Regions from separate parts of the Hordeum vulgare genome. Here region 1 is linked to region 2. Evidence: chromatin contacts called from public Hi-C data. All regions are on one chromosome and are shown on one strand. Each heading gives the region's core, a stretch centred on a gene start, on an enhancer-like site or on the middle of the called end of the contact. The rest is flanking DNA. Distances are from core to core; before and after follow the strand shown.

What was found. Hi-C and Micro-C count contacts between places; a contact is called where the count stands out from the background.
Region 1: a contact with region 2 is called in a Hi-C map of leaf, with 3 times the contacts expected there. The contact joins the promoter of LOC123395545 here to the promoter of LOC123451957 in region 2. A contact is called at or near these places in 3 of 6 Hi-C or Micro-C datasets (leaf and seedling) and 1 of 1 datasets of contacts at active chromatin or transcription factors (embryo).

The regions. Positions count from the first base shown.
Region 1 is chr5H:347,072,879-347,075,624 of MorexV3_pseudomolecules_assembly, reverse strand. LOC123395545 (sodium/proton antiporter 2) reads right to left here and starts at 1,286. Exons shown (of 10, transcript XM_045090557.1): 1 at 994-1,286. The coding sequence starts at 1,224.
Region 2 is chr5H:346,936,809-346,939,527 of MorexV3_pseudomolecules_assembly, reverse strand. LOC123451957 (aspartate--tRNA ligase 2, cytoplasmic) reads right to left here and starts at 1,424. Exons shown (of 10, transcript XM_045128527.1): 1 at 780-1,424; 2 at 456-566; 3 at 247-360. The coding sequence starts at 1,295.

The DNA.
Region 1 (2,746 bases), core at 37-2,536, 140 kb before region 2:
GATGTCCACTAAACCACCATGTAACAATGTTGTAACCACCTCTTAGGAGGATGTAATCTCCCTTCTTTTCAATACAAAGAAACGCAAGGCTCTTTGCGTTTTCTCGAAAAAATAACACTAAAGAAACCATTCCCAAACTATTTCTATAGTCTCAGAAAGGTGGCATACAAATGTGAGTTTCCATAAGAAGAACATTACGGATGATCTTATAGACTTCCATCACTTAAACTTAAAGGTACCTAACCAAAGAAACTTGAGCATTTTAGATCAAAGTGTTAATATTTTAGTTAAGTTTGATCTAATGGATATAATATAATTCTAGTGGACTAGTGGTTACATGAATCTATTATTATTCTGCATTAGGAGTCGATTTTGGAACAAAGGAGAGATTTGCAAAACCATATGGTACTCCTCCCTCAGAAAAGTATGATGTTCCAACTTGCTAGTAGTTGCCGCAGAACCAGAGTAAAATGACTACTATCAAGCTAGCATTTCATAAACTTGGAGATGTCAGGAAATAGCAACCAAAGTGAAGGAAAAAAAAATGCTTCTACATTCGTTTTCATTTTTCGGAACTACATATTGCAGTGCACTTACCAGCAATATGTAGAATTTATGTAACATGCTATTTACTGCAGCCATGTTTTGACCGAACCTGTTTATTAGCCAATTATAGTGTTCATTCATATAAGTGATTTTGTGCGAGATGCATTTAGAGGCTGACCAACCGAAGCTCAGATCAACAGCTGACCTAAAGGCAGGTTCTTCGGGTTTTGTTGCCATGTTTATTTTGGCAGTGATCCTATATTTCTTTCACGGGGAGGCAATAATGAATAATCTTACATTGTATACCAATTTATTCAAACAAAGCATATGTGAAACGAATGTTTTGCTCTTGAGGCGCGCAGTTTGCACATTCTGTGAGAGAACTCGGAACCGCGCTAGCATGGAAAACAATCTGTTAAAATGTAAGTCGATGCCATATCACACTACCTCGTAGTCCATGGGCTCCTCGTCCTCGGATGGCACGGGCGGCGGGGGCGACGAGGAGGGGGAGGAGGCGCAGAAGCGGAGCGAGCGGCGCCATCGCTGGGTGGAAGGGAGCTGGAGCGCGGTTGTGGCAAGGGGCGGCAGACGGTGGTGGTTGCGGCGGCGGAGTAAGGGGAAGGAGGGGAGGGAGGGGGAGGCTGCTCGGGTGCCGGCGAGCGAGTAGGAGAGCGCCATTGCCAGTGGGGGTTTTGCGGAGTGGCCGCCGAATCGAATGGATGGAAGATGGATGAGAAACCAGTGCGTGTGGGTCCGGCAGTTCAGATGGGAAATGGATTGACGGAATTCGTATCCGGACAAGACAAACTGATACGTCCTTTGGCTGGTCCCGGCTCCATTTGTATTTAGAGTTTGTTAGAGCATCTCTAGTAGCCCTTAAACCCTTAAACTTTTAAAATAGAACCCTTAAATCATTAAAATCGTAAAAAAATTAAAGGTCCAACCCTCAAAACCCTTCCCAGCGTGTAGAAGTGAGGGTTGGGAGGAAAAACTCCTCCCAACCCGCACTCATTTTCCCACATCGCGCGGGAGGTAGTTGGTTCCCCCGCGCGGGAGGAAGCCGCAGTGGCCACCGCCAGCCCGCCGCCCTCCGCGCTCCGGCCGCCGCCCCGCCGCCCCCCGCGCCCCGGCCGTCGCCCCGCCGCGCCCCGCCGCCCTCCGCCTCCCCAGCTCCTCCCGCCGTCGCGCCCCCGCCCGCCCCGGCCGCCGCTGCTCCCGCCCCGCCCGCCCCCGCCCCCACCCCCGTCCTGCAGTCGTGGATCATCCAACTGCTGCTGCTAGTATCCGATGGTGCAGGCGCGGCGTTCAGGTTCATTACTGATGTCTGAAGCATTGCGCCTCGTTGCAAGAAGTATTACTGGTGGGTGGATCACAGAAGCCGTTTCATTATGCCATCTCGGAACATGTTCGGTGTTGGGCTTTCTATCTGCTAGTGGAAATGCTTATTCAGAAGTTCAAAGCCTTCAGGTTTCCGTTTGCTTGCAGTGGCACCAAAATGACAGCTGCAGCTTTTAGTATGGCGTGGTGAATTCCAGTGATTCTCCCTGAAAACTGTCGATTTCATTCTGCCAATCTGAATATTTGATCATGCTGGACATGTTGCCACCAAATGCATGTTGTTTAAGTCACTTTCTGTTCAGATCAATCAGTGGTCATGCTCTGCATCAGGCCAAATATCTGCAAACAAGTGTTAATCTATCAGATTTGTCAGAATCAGTACATAATTGATTACCTTCAATCCTAGGAACATGCCTATTCTTGATTAGTTGGCTTTTAAATCTGCTATGCCAAATTGTGCTATGTCAAATTGTTTGTTTGAAGGTTTATTATGTTTTTCTACTGAAAATTGTGCAATGCCAAATGACAGTTTTAAGGGTTGGGGTTGGGGCAAAGACTAGAACCCTCAAACCCAACCCTTATAACGGAATATTCCGTTATAAGGGTTGGGTTTGAGGGTTCTAGTCTTTGCCCCTATTTTTCAACCCTTAAAAGTGTCAAAAATGGTCAATTCTCAATCCTTAAAACTGGTTTTAGATTTAAGGGTTTGAGGGTTCTACTAGAGATGCTCTTATAAGGCTGGCCATACTGGGAGTAACTTAGGTGGTATCATATACTCCCTCTGTCCCAAAATAACTGTCTCAACTTTATACTAGCTCTAGTATAAAATTGTATTAAGGTTAAGACACTTATTTTGGGACGG
Region 2 (2,719 bases), core at 175-2,674:
ATAGTTTTGATGAACAATATCTCATGCTGCATGTTAAATACAGGTTTGTGCAAGATGCCTTTTGCTGGTAGATGGAGATACTAAGATGAAAGAATGACAGGTGACCGGACCTTCTTTTATATAATAATAATAATAACAGCGCACGCGGTGCTAGCCGTAACAGAACATGCTATTTGTTACAGCAGCATGCCTTACTGCATGAATGGTAACAGTCGGTCGGTATAAACAAGGACTAATAATACTCACGTTCTCAACATGGCATTGGATGCGGAAGATTGCTTGATTCGCAGGTGTCCGTAGATCGATAGCTCGATAGTTCAAGCGTGTGTCCTGAAGAACTCGTACCAGCTTCTCTCCATTCTGTAACCATGGCAAGGATAAGAATCATAGAGCAAAAGCTGGGACCTCCTGCAAAGAGGAAGAAGGCGAATGAAAAGAATTTGCAACGGACGTACTTGTTCAGCCTTGTCGAATTCTGCTTCACTACGGGCCGCATCCTCAAGGTTGATCGGAAGTGTGGGGATCGCCCTATTGATGCAGTAGACCTTCCTAACCTGGATCTCAACCTGCCCGTCAAAGCGAACACACAAACAATTGATGAGGTAGGCACACTATAACACACAAACAAACAGAAATTGTAATGAGCATGCACTTCACATTCTAAATTAGGCGACAACAATTCGAATCGAATAAGGAAGGTTACAAAACCACCATCTAACAATGCGAATGATGGTTGCTACCGATGACGAGAAACAAGCAAAATGGCCCACATGACTGACCTGCTGTGTTGTGGCCTTGAGGGGCTCCTTGGGGAGGGTGACGATGCCCTCGACATCGACGATGCTCTCCTTGCTGAGGGAGGTGGCGAAGCGCACCATCTGCGTGCTGACGCCGGCGTCGGGGCTGGCGACGAGGACGCACTGCACGGTGCTCATGCTCTGGCGCAGCACGACGAAGGCCATCTTCTTGCTGACGGGGCGCAGCGTCTGCGCGGAGCCGCGGATGAGCACGGAGCGGCCCGCGGCGGCCTCGTCGAGGTCGCCGATGTCGGTCCAGGTCCTGCCGGAGATGACCTTGGACTGGATCTCCTCGACGGGGACATCGCCGTAGTTGGCCGCGAAGGGGTCGGCCTCCTCCGCCTGCGGCTGCTGCTGCTGCTGGCGCTGCGACGCCTTCCCGGCCTTCTCCGCCTTCCGCGCGTCCTTCTTTAGCTGCTTCTTGCTGATGGTCGCGGCGGACAGGTCAGCCTCGAGCTCCTCCGTGGAGGCAGAGGCGGGCGCGGGCTCCGACGACATCGCGGCGGTGGCGGGCTGGCGGCGAGGGGAAACAGGAATAGGGTTTAGCGTGGTCTGGTGGGATGGTGGTGGACGGGGTGACCTTGACGACCGGACGCCCTCGATGGACCGGGCTTAACTTCAGGTTGGTGTGTAAGCCTACCGGCCCAGCCCGTCTGACGTTCTATAGGCTTTGGCGGCCCCCGGAAAAGGAACCTAAAGAATTCAGGTCAATTCTTTCTGAGAAACATGTGAACGCGAAGCAACAACTTCTTGCCCGGAAATGGTATTGGTAGAATGTGTCGTCGTTACCCGGTATTCATAGATTCAGTTTGGCTTTGCTGTGGGCGGTACGTGGCGAAGTTTGACGAGGAAGCAACGCACTTGTCTTGCTCACGGGATCGTGCTGGGTTCATTGGTCTCCCGGGGTAGCACCACGGTTTTGACCGCGACGACGGCCGTGGAATGAAGCTCCCCATGGATTTGCACCACAGTTTTGTGTTTCACGCAAGTCGGGTTGATTCTCACGAGGGTGGGGTATTTATATCGTGTTTCTCGCCCGGGTCCACTTGCAGCCTGACTCGCCCCTTTTATAAAAAAAATATTGCACGGAGAGGGGGGCACGCATGGTGTTTAGTTGATGGCATCTTCTAGGTAGATGTAGAGTGTGTGGTATTTGGTTACATGTAACACATATCATTTAGTAACCTTGTTGAAGTGGTGAAGTTACTAGCACAACATAGATAAACGGGCAAGCCCGGGGCAGACCAAATTAGCATAACTCCCCATCCCTCCCCCTCCCAACCCTAGCCACCCAACTCCCTCCCCCTCCCTTCCTCGCCGTCGCGTGAGGCAGCCGCCGGGCAAGCCCGGGGCGCCAAGGATCGTGGCGGCGGGGCCTTGGCTGCCCTGCCTCTGCATGGGAAACTTTGGATCTGGAGCGGCGGCTTCATGGACGAGGCACGGCAAGCTAGCAGCCGTGCGGGCGGTGGATCTGGCGTCCGAGCCGCACGAGCGGCGGGATTCAGTGGTCGTTGGAGGCCGACGGCGGCTTCTGCGGTGGTCGGTGCGCGCGATCTGGCGCATCCCCTCCTCCCATGTCCGGCGTGCGAACTAGCCTGGTCGGGCCGCGCTTCTTTGGGTCGCCGGTTCTGTACAGGAGGCGCTGCTGGTGACGGGGATCTAGTTCGGACGAAATCCCTGACCGGCCGCGTCGACGGCGACGCCTGAGGGCGTCGTTCCCCTCCTTGGAAGCGTCGGCATGGACTGATCCCCTCACTTCCCCTTCCCCTAGGTCTCCCTGGCGAAAGTCCTAACTTTGTTGGAGGGCGGCGACGCTCACGGCGTCATTCCCTTCTTGAAGGCGCCGCTTTGGAAACCTTGGGGCTGGGTGATGCTTGTGGGTGGTGGGCGACGGCGGTGGTGCAGCCATATCCTAGCATGGA